Regions from separate parts of the Mus musculus genome. Here regions 1 and 3 are each linked to region 2. The links are chromatin contacts, called in public promoter capture Hi-C and targeted proximity ligation maps. All regions are on one chromosome and are shown on one strand. The core of a region is the stretch at or near the end of the contact, and the rest is flanking DNA. Distances in the headings are between cores, read along the strand shown.

Region 1 (2,963 bases), core at 437-2,936, 210 kb after region 2:
GCACCTCCAGCAGGTTTTCCATGCCAGCCTCTGGCTCATCACCAATAAGCACCTGCAAGAAGAGGAGGCAGGTGAGCGGGCTCATAAGCCATTGGCACTTGCCTAGCCTTTCTGACCCCCCGCACTCACCTGGATAAGTTTTTCGCAAGCCATCCGCACATCGGGCTCTGGCTCCCAGCTGTGCAGCTCTCGAAGGATCAAGTAGGCACCCTGGTCCCGTACCTGCTTCCGACCAGGTGCCGTGGCTGTCAGCTAGGAAGATGGAAAAAGGTTACTCGGATGCCAATACGGACTTGTGGAGAGGCACTAACACCCCAGGCCCCTGCTCACCAGCATGACGGCTTCGATGAGCATCTTCCGGATGTCAGCGTCCGGCTCCCGTTGCTTGTCTGGTGACAAGTACTGCAGGTCAACAGGCAGCTCTAGGAGTGAGGGTGGGAGACTATTGGTCCCTGTGCTGAACACCCAAGCCCTGCTCTGCCTGGGTGAGCCTTGTGTGTGTCTGTAACGACCCCCTCCTTAAAGGCTGCCGGACTGAGGGACTCCAGACCTGCACACCTCTCCATCTCCCTCTTGTAGTCTTCCCTCTAGCACCAGACAGCCCTGAGGCAACCACCCAAGTCACTCACGGTCCATTTCTTCCTCGGAAAACTCTTCAGGCCCAGCCAAGGGCAGTAGCAAAAAGGGGAGAATGTCGACTTGGGCCCCAAGTAACCACTTGTGATGTCCTGGAGGTGCGGACAAGGAAGGAGATCAGAATAATGGTCCGTTGGGTTCCCTAGGGTCCAATCCCCACCTTGGCAATGGCACCACCCCCTCCTTGTCACTCACGATGCTCAAAACAGCAATTCCGAAGTGTTCCCACCACCCCGCCCCTGCGCACCGAAGAATCTGTGTACTGGGTAAGAGGCAGCAGCCGTTGGACCACGCACCTGTTGAAAGAAGATATTCACTGCTGTCCTTGTTCACTTCCACTTCCCCACCTTCCCGCCCGCGCAGGCGACTGGGTTTCACCTGTCTGGGTCCAGGAGAAAAGCACGCACCTCCGCCTGCTGGCTAAGGTTGGAGAGCAGCGGCCCCAGGTAATGCAGGGGTGCGGCCGCGTTGTAGCTCGGCGTGCACAGCGCGTTGACAAGTCGCTCCAGACCCAACCGCTCCGGCTCAGCGGCCATCAGCTTCTCCATTAACGCAGCACACGGAGCCGGCTCGCGACTCAGGTTGGCCAGCACTGCAGCCGCCTCTTCAGCCCAGGGCCACTGAGGGTCCAACACGCAGCGCAGCAGGCGGGCGGGCAGCTCCGGGTCAGCCGCCAGCAGCTGCCAGTGCACATTGGGATCAGCAGCCAAGTTCACGAGCGCGCGGGAGGCATCGCGGGAAGGAGCTGGGGCCGGGGCCACCGCAAGGTCGACCAAGGCCCGCAACAACTCTGGCTGTCCGGCCAACAGCGTGCGGCCCGAGCCCGCACCAGTCAGCGCCAGCACGTGCTGCGCCGCGGCCGCCTGCAGGTCGGCTCGCGCTCCGAGCACCAGGAAGGGCAGCAGTTCCACCGCCTCCGTGTCCGCGCCAGCCTCCTGCTCTAGCAACCCTCGCTCACCAGAGAACCCCGAACCTACTCCCGGTCCCCGCATGCCGCCAGCAGTCTCAGTCACTTCTCGTGCCGGGGCCACCGCCGGAAAAGCGGAAGTCGTTAAAACCCTTCCGAGGCTGAGAACCTGGCTGAAGGGGGCGGGGCCGGTTTCAGCGCGAGGCATTGTGGGCCACAGTATTAGGCACCCCTTAAGCTGGTGCAGATGCACCCTCCCCCCCTTCCCATCATCATCACCACCACCACCAGATCCTTGCAAGGACTTTTCCGGCTGCCTATTGCGTGTTTGCTTTGCCAGGAGTCAGAACCACGCGACCAGCACGCATAATTTGAAGCGAAGCTCGGCAGCCGGTGATCCTGGTGTCCAGAGTGTTTGCTGCCACCTTTTAAACCTGGTTTCAGACATCCAGGAACCGGAGGGTGCAGGACTCTGCGATGAAAAGGCAGCTTTGGATCAGTCTCTGACTTTGCAGAGGGGCTAAATTTTTTTTTCTAGTGCATTTGTTAGGTCCTCTTCAGTGACAGAAGTCTGAGTCAAGCAGGCTTGGGCAAAGGGAACTAATAAATGAATCTATAGTTTGCAGGTTTGGGGGCACCTGGTGACAGACGCCCCTGCCAGCTCTTTAGAGCACTGTTCGGTTTCTGTCTTCCATACCTCGCTGCGTTTCTTTGCTTCTCAGTGGCTCCATATTACCTTCCACCGGCACATTTGTTAGCACAGATGGGAGGACACTGGCCTTCTTAGCTACGTAATCCCTAGCAGAAGATAATTTCAGTACTAGGATCTGTTCTGGGAAAGTATCCCATTTGGTGCTTCTTGTGCCTGTATTAGCAATTAGCTGCCTGGGGTCCTTGCTCTCTCAAATTAGAAATCTTGAGTTAGGGGTTTTTCCAGGGCTGGTCCTTGTCAGGTTTTTGTAGGAGATAGCCAGGAACCGCCACGGTTCCAGATCCTATGCAACCTTAGATACTGACTGGGATCCTTCCGGCTACAATGGCAAAGTGGTTAGGTCTGTGTAGGGCCAACTGTCCAGATTTCCCAGCTGTTGACAGCAGCTAGTGAGTTTCTAAGAAAAGGCTCCCTTGCCTCTGTTTTGTTTTGTTTTGGAGACAGTGCTGGCTGTCCTGGAACTCACTCTGTAGACCAGGCTGGCCTCAAACTCAGAAATCCACCTGCCTCTGCCTCCCAAGTGGTAGGACCAAAGGCGTGCGCCACCACTGCCCGGCTCCTTATCTTTTTATAAACGTGTCACTGTCTAATCTCACAACTGAGGAGGCTGAGGCAGGAAGGTCAGTGTAAGTTTGAGGCCAGCCTGAGCTATAAAATGAGCTGGTCTCAAAAGATTTTTCTCTTAAACAAAGTTAACTTTGTTAACTT
Region 2 (3,205 bases), core at 231-2,730:
AGTGGTTTCATAAAGCAGCAAACACCTGCTCTAAGGAGAAGACACAGCTGGCAAAAGAGAGACATCCATACAAGCCAGCAGCCTGCACCATGAAGACTGCCAAGACTCAGGATAGAGCCCTAGAAAAGATGACTAGATTATGACCTTTGATAGACAGCCCAAGGCAGCTCAACAGGAAACTAAGCCACAGACCATCTCCCAAAGTTAGTAGGTAACAGCCTAGAGATTTGAGCTAGAGGAAGTGGACGTTGTTATTGGGAACCTGCAAGGACTCCACTGTACTGTGCAGTAATTCCTAATCAGAGGTTAAAACTCCCCTTTCTGGTAGGGTGGTGGTGGTACACAGCTTTAATCCCAGCACTAGGGTGGCAGAGGCAAGCAGATTTCTGTGAGTTCGAGGCCAGTATGCTCTACAGAGTGAGTTCCAGGACAGCCAGAGCTAAAACCAAATACCCCAACCTTGGAGGGGGGTAAGCAAGGAGCCAAAAACAAAAAAAACTAAGACAAACAAACAAAAAAACCCTTGCCTTTCTAGCCAGGCAGTGGTAGCATATGGCTTTGATCCCAGCAGAGGATCTCTGAGTTGGAGGCCAGCCAGCTCTACAGAGCTAGTTCCAGGCCAGCCAGGGCTGTCCAAAAACAAGAGAAACCCTATCTCAAACAAAACAAAACAAAACAAACTCCCAGGGCTGTCTAGAGGTGTAAGTGACAAGTAATACGGATATGTGGAAAAGTTTTTGCTACAGTAAAGTGCTGTCTGTGTAAAAGGCAACTTGTCTCTGAGCAACAGGACTCCCATCAGAAAGCACACACCCAGCAGGGCTGTACACTGCAAGCCAAACGTTAACCCACCTCCTGGCCTCTCATTATCTAAACCTACAAGGCCAGATGTACTAGAAAAACAACTTCGCAGAAGTTTAAAAACAACACAACTGAAGAAGGGCCATACTCCAAGGGCAGGGAATAGGCAAGGACACCCCCAGGGCCAGAACAAGGGGCTAAGGGAGTGAGGGCATGCTAACCCAGCGGGAATCATGGGGTTGTCTCCCTTCCAGAAGCTGATAGAGAGGACAGAGCAGCTTCCCGGGGAGACCCGAGGGATGCGCTGAGGACAGAGGCAGAAGGAAGAGGACCCTGGGGTGAGGTTAAATAATGCTGAGTCTTCCCAAAGGCTCTGGGGAAAAAAAGAGGAAGCGGGAATCAGAGTTCTCCAAAGCTTTGGGGTCGATGGGCAGGGCCCGGGCCTGGACTGGATCCAGAACCTCCGGGTACAGAGAGAGATCCCAACGCAGGGATGCGGAGCGCAGAGTCAGGGACCAGGGCGTGCGGGGGCGGGGTCCTCACCGGCCGCCACATGTCCCCGGCAGTGCTCTCTTCCCGGTTTCGCCGCAGACGTCCCTGGTGCCCAGACGACCCCGCGAAAGAGTAGGCAATGCGCTTGCGCACCGGCCCACACGCGCCACACAGACCTGGGTAGAGTGGAAGGGCCACGCCCCCAAAACGTGACGTGACCGCCTCGGCGTGCAGCGGCCCCTTGAGGTCGCCCGGGGCATAGCCTCATGGGAGACACCAAGTGATGAGTCTTTACCAAGTGTTTTCCTTTGTTTATTGTATGTGAATGTTATGGAGCAATTTTCAAGAGTCGGTTGGTGCTTGCTTTCCACCGTCTGTTTTATTTCTGTTGCCCTGTGCAAGCCAGGCTAAGTTTGCGGGCAATTTTCCTCTTCCCACTCCTATTTCACTCTAGAAGTGCTTTTTACATTGTTCCAGGAACTTGGCTTCCTAGGGTAGCCCTTTTACCCACTCAGCCATATTCCCAGACCCTTGAATTGGCTCTTTAATTTTGTCGGGCTCTCGTTCCTTTCTGAAAAGTGACAGTGTAACTCAAAGCTGACACTTGGTCATTTTCACAACTCTCAGTATTCGCTCGCACAGGCAGTTTGGCAACACCTGTTGAGACAGCCACCAAAGCTAGAGACACCCTCGCTTTCTTGCCAACTATGTCAGTTAGAGTCCAGGTTCTTTTTTGTTTGTTTGTTTGGTTGGTTGGTTGGTTTGTTTTGTTTTGTTTTGTTTTTTCTTTTCTTTTTTTTTCTAAGACAGGGTTTCTCTGTGAAGAGTCCTGGTTCTTTGTCCCCCTACTCTTCACTCTCTGTGATACCCAATCCTTCTGCAAATCCTCCTCTGGAGGGGTCCTTACTACCTGGTTCCTCAGAACTCCCCTGAAGTTCCTGCTTCCCTAGCCACGGGTGCTCTTCTCAGCAACTGTCCTAATGTTGACCATTGGGTTCTTTGAGGTCACCTGAGCCTCCCCCCACCCACCCACTGGAACTGGCAAGCTGCCTTCTGGTTGAACATGGCTCTAAGCAGGCTCTAAGATAATGTCATGTCCCCAATTGGCTTTGGAGTGCCTGGAAGGTGGCAGAGTGGCTGTATGAGGGGGTCACAAAAGTCTGTGAGCCAGACGATGTCAGGCAATGGCCTCCTTCCAGTTCATTCATTCTGGACGTCCTTGCAAGCCTAGGAAGTACGTGTAGCTGAGATGTCTGGGCGCAACTGGAAAGCAATGTGTCAGGGACAAAATGGATTCAGGGTGCACAGAGCCCAGGATGAAAAGGCAGAAATGGGTGTTCCGAGACTGGGCTACTTATAAAGCACAGGGGAGAGAGATTGTGGCAATTAGGTCCAGATATACAGTAGGGAACAGATCAAAGTCCTCAGCCCTGTGAGGTCACACCCGAACCAGGGAGACCTAGCTGGGAGCTACCAGGAACCTGTTGGAAAGTCAGGGCAACCAAGTAGCCCAGCAACTCCAGAATACTTATTTAGCCCAAACCTTTCCAAACATTATATCATACAGTCTTGGCCAGCAGCCTGTCCCTGAGCGTCTGCAGCAGTTGGAAGCCTGTGTATTTTTGGGTGACATATGTCAGGATATATACATAAAGTAACTCAAAAATACAGAGGCTCAGAGACCAGGAAGTCTCAAACCTCACAGTGCAAGTGATAGGACTAGCCATGAAACTAAAAGCCAGACTTGGAGTTTGTGTGGTGGAGAATTAGTGAAGAGACCCCAAGGTAGAGACTTCCAGAGTGGGCAGAGGGTGTTTGCAGATAAAGTTTGCACTGTGGAGAGAGGTCAGGATTTCCTAAGCTCCAGTTGGCACAGCAGGGAGAAAGGGGTGGCGGTAATTGGGAAAGAGGC
Region 3 (3,129 bases), core at 497-2,996, 250 kb after region 2:
TTCCGGTCTCCATGAGGCCTTCGCTTGCGCTCACCTGTGCTGAAGGTGGCTGAACTGTACTGACAGTTCACTAGAGCCCGGTCAGGCAGGGCTCGAGACCGGGAGCCCCGGATCTAGAGGAAAAAGAATGAATGAGCCAGGCCTGCCTACCTCCTGGGACGCACTCGATGGCTCAACCTTCCTCCTCCTCTTTCTAAAGTGCTAAAACAAACAAACAAAACCCCAGCTACTCTGGTTCCAAATCATAGCTGAGTGGGGGGGGGGGGCTACTTCTCAACCTAAGCCAAAGCATTGTCACCTTTAGCAGCCAACTCTTTGTTCTTCAGTTTCTCCATTTCCTCCCAAATTATTCCCATTGTGGCCACCATGATTACAAACATCTGGTTTGACTGTGTAACCCACACACTAATATTTTACTTACCTTCCAGAAGCTTCCCATTACAGTAATGTAAAAGAAAAAAAATCTCAATTTCCCTGACTTTCAAAGCCCTGGGTCCTCACCTCCTTGGTAACTCCTCAACTCTATTTGATCTACTGTCCCTCTCCCTACCAAGTCTTCCCTCATGTGTTCTATACCTGATCATCCACCTAGAAAGCCGAGCTCCATATGCTAGCAAACCTTAAAATGTGCACATTTGCCAGCCTTGCTACAGCACTGCGACACAGCAATAAAGGCAGATAATTTAATGTCCTTGTTTTAGGAGTTTATGTTCCCGTAGAGAAACAAGCAAGGTGGAAGACCCAGGAAAATCGATGTAGTAGGTGCAGAAATAGCCTGAGAGGCCTTTTCCTGACAAGATGTGGGAAGAATGAGCTGAAGGAACAGGGAGTGAGTGGAGCTTCGCCAGGCTGGCTGAGGCACCTCAGAGATGAAGCGGGCAGCCCGTGAGAAAAAAAAAAAAAAAAAAAAAAGGCTAAGCAGAGGGCCCACTGAGACGGAGGACTTAAGCTGTAAGACACAGGTATATTCCCTCGAGGTGGGATCACAAGCCCCCGGTCCCTGCATGAGACAAATCATAGTGGCTGAGGGCAATCTGAAGCAGCTCCATACCCCACACGTGGGATCAAAACAAAAACATAATCACATAACATAACTGGGTTCTTAAAGAAACCGATATTCTCAGTACCTCACGGGGCCTAACACACAAATTTGAGGGCCATGTTAGGGACGCAATTTTCCTGAGAACTCAGGGCATAATTATATTCACTGCTTAGAGGATGCAACACAAAGAGGACTGAAATGGAAGTCGGCCAAGAGAAAGAGCTCGTAAGATGAAGTCAAAAGAAGCCAGGTTCTCACATCATCCCCGCTACAACACGTTGGGACAACCTGTGTGAGATGCTTTCTGCCGGGAGGCCCACAGGGACTCAGATGGGATTGTAGTATACTGCTGCATGGGCTCAGGAGTTAAGCCGTACGACTTAGGTCTCCTCCCTTGATGTGCGGCCAGGAGCCCCCGGTCCCCGCCGCTTACTCGCCTCGTGCGGCCCGTAGACCACCGCCAGTGCCTTGGTGTTGCCCTGCTCGATGTAAGCCGAGCCATCGGCCTGCGCAAACACGCCCATCCGCGCCTGGATCTTGCGCAGCTCCCCCGCGCGGCGACCGTCTATCCGGTAACCCTGATCGGACAGGAGCTCCAGCCCGGCCATGATGTACAGTCCTGACTCCGCCTCCGACAGCTCGACCTGGACCTTCAGGACTACGACTTCCGTCGGTACGTTTCCTTTTCAGTCTCGGTGAACTATAGCTTCCGGTAGCCTAGTCGCTTTCCGGTCAAAGGGAACTGCGGCTTGTGGCATCCCCGGCTTTCTGAATGTTCGACTTAAGCCTTTCAGTTCCGGGAAACGGAAGGCCCGAGGCGAACGGGTTTTTGTGCTTCTCCCGGGTTGTTGGAGTAGGTACGCCAAGAAGACTGGCTTCCGGACGTCTTTGGTTTGTTGGAGATGCTGGCCCGAGCAGAGACATTTTTTGGTCTTATTTTTTTTAATTGTATATCTATTTTTATTGTATGAGTGTTTACTTGCTTGTATGTCTATTCGTCACATGTGTGCTTAGTGCTGTGGAAGTTAGAAGAGGGCGTCAGATCCCATGGATCAGGAACTACAGGCAGCTGTGAGCCACTGTGTGAGTGCTGCGGAATCAAACCTGGTCCTCTGCCCGCGTGGTTTTTACCGTGGTCAGTTTAGCTAAGCACAGTTGTTTGTTACACATGATTATTATCTCTGTGGCTTAGTTTGTTTGTTTGTTTTTTTTTCCTTTTTTCATTTCCTTGGTTAAATCCATAAGTTTCCCTCCCTTACCTTGCCCAATAAGTTTCTCTATCACTTGAATACAAACACAAAGGGCCTGCAGTTGTATATATGCATCTGTATAGTAGGGCTTGAAATTCTGATTTTTTTTTCTGATTATTTTTAAAGTGTGTTTTTAGATGTTTATTTATTGTTATATCTAAGTACACTGTAGCTGTCTTCAGAAACCAGAAGAGGGCGTCAGATCTCATTACGGGTGGTTGTGAGCCACCATGTGGTTTCTGGGATTTGAACTCAGGACCTTTCTTTGGAAGAGCAGTCAGTGCTCTTATCCACTGAGCCATCTCACCAGCCCGGAATTCTGATTTATTTTTAAGGATTGGGTCATTTAGTATACACTTTTTTGGAGTGTTTTCACTCGGAATATGAAATCAACAGTCCTCAGGTTTTGTTGTTGTTGTTATAGATAAAAGATAGATTCACAGAAAGAACACTGAGCTGAAATTACTCTTCAGGTGGGCCTTATTAGGAGAGTTAGGGCACCGCTGTCACAGACAGCAACGATGCACCCTTGTGGGCAAGAATATTCAAAGGAGTATGCTCTGGAGAGATGAGTGTGACATAGAACAACACAGGTGTCCTGGAGGGAAGGCGCATTCAGTTCTGAAGAGTTAGGAGAGTTAGAACATCACACCAGCCAGCTGGAGCGGCTCAAGCCTTTAATCCTAGCACTCAGAAGGTGGGAGCAGGCAGATCTCTGAGTTCCAGGCCAGCCTGCTCTACAGAGAGTTCCTGGACTACACAGAGAAATACAGTCTCACACAAAAAACAAAACCAAACAAAAAAACAAAAACAAAACAAAACAAATAAAAACCCAGA

What was found. Capture Hi-C pulls out chosen DNA fragments and counts their contacts.
Region 1: a targeted proximity ligation map of pancreatic cancer cells shows a contact between it and region 2. A contact is called at or near these places in 8 of 39 promoter capture datasets (3T3-L1-derived adipocytes, the C10 cell line, cranial neural crest and 4 more), 5 of 130 datasets of targeted methods (the SCID.adh cell line, bone marrow-derived macrophages, embryonic stem cells and 2 more) and 3 of 9 other capture datasets (adipose tissue, liver and pancreatic islet).
Region 3: a promoter capture Hi-C map of adipose tissue shows a contact between it and region 2. A contact is called at or near these places in 2 of 39 promoter capture datasets (cranial neural crest and neural stem cells), 4 of 130 datasets of targeted methods (the SCID.adh cell line, effector CD8 T cells, memory CD8 T cells and 1 more) and 2 of 9 other capture datasets (adipose tissue and liver).

Annotation. Positions count from the first base shown.
Region 1 is chr15:76,367,621-76,370,583 of GRCm38.p6, reverse strand. Hgh1 (HGH1 homolog) reads right to left here and starts at 1,686. Exons shown (of 6, transcript NM_021555.2): 1 at 1,015-1,686; 2 at 832-932; 3 at 630-728; 4 at 331-422; 5 at 130-252; 6 at 1-52. The coding sequence starts at 1,628.
Region 2 is chr15:76,574,634-76,577,838 of GRCm38.p6, reverse strand. Adck5 (aarF domain containing kinase 5) reads right to left here and starts at 1,480. Exons shown (of 15, transcript NM_172960.3): 1 at 1,345-1,480. The coding sequence starts at 1,356.
Region 3 is chr15:76,326,014-76,329,142 of GRCm38.p6, reverse strand. It overlaps Exosc4 (exosome component 4), which reads right to left and starts at 1,746. Exons shown (of 3, transcript NM_175399.4): 1 at 1,480-1,746; 2 at 1-113. The coding sequence starts at 1,650. It also overlaps a transcript of Oplah not described here.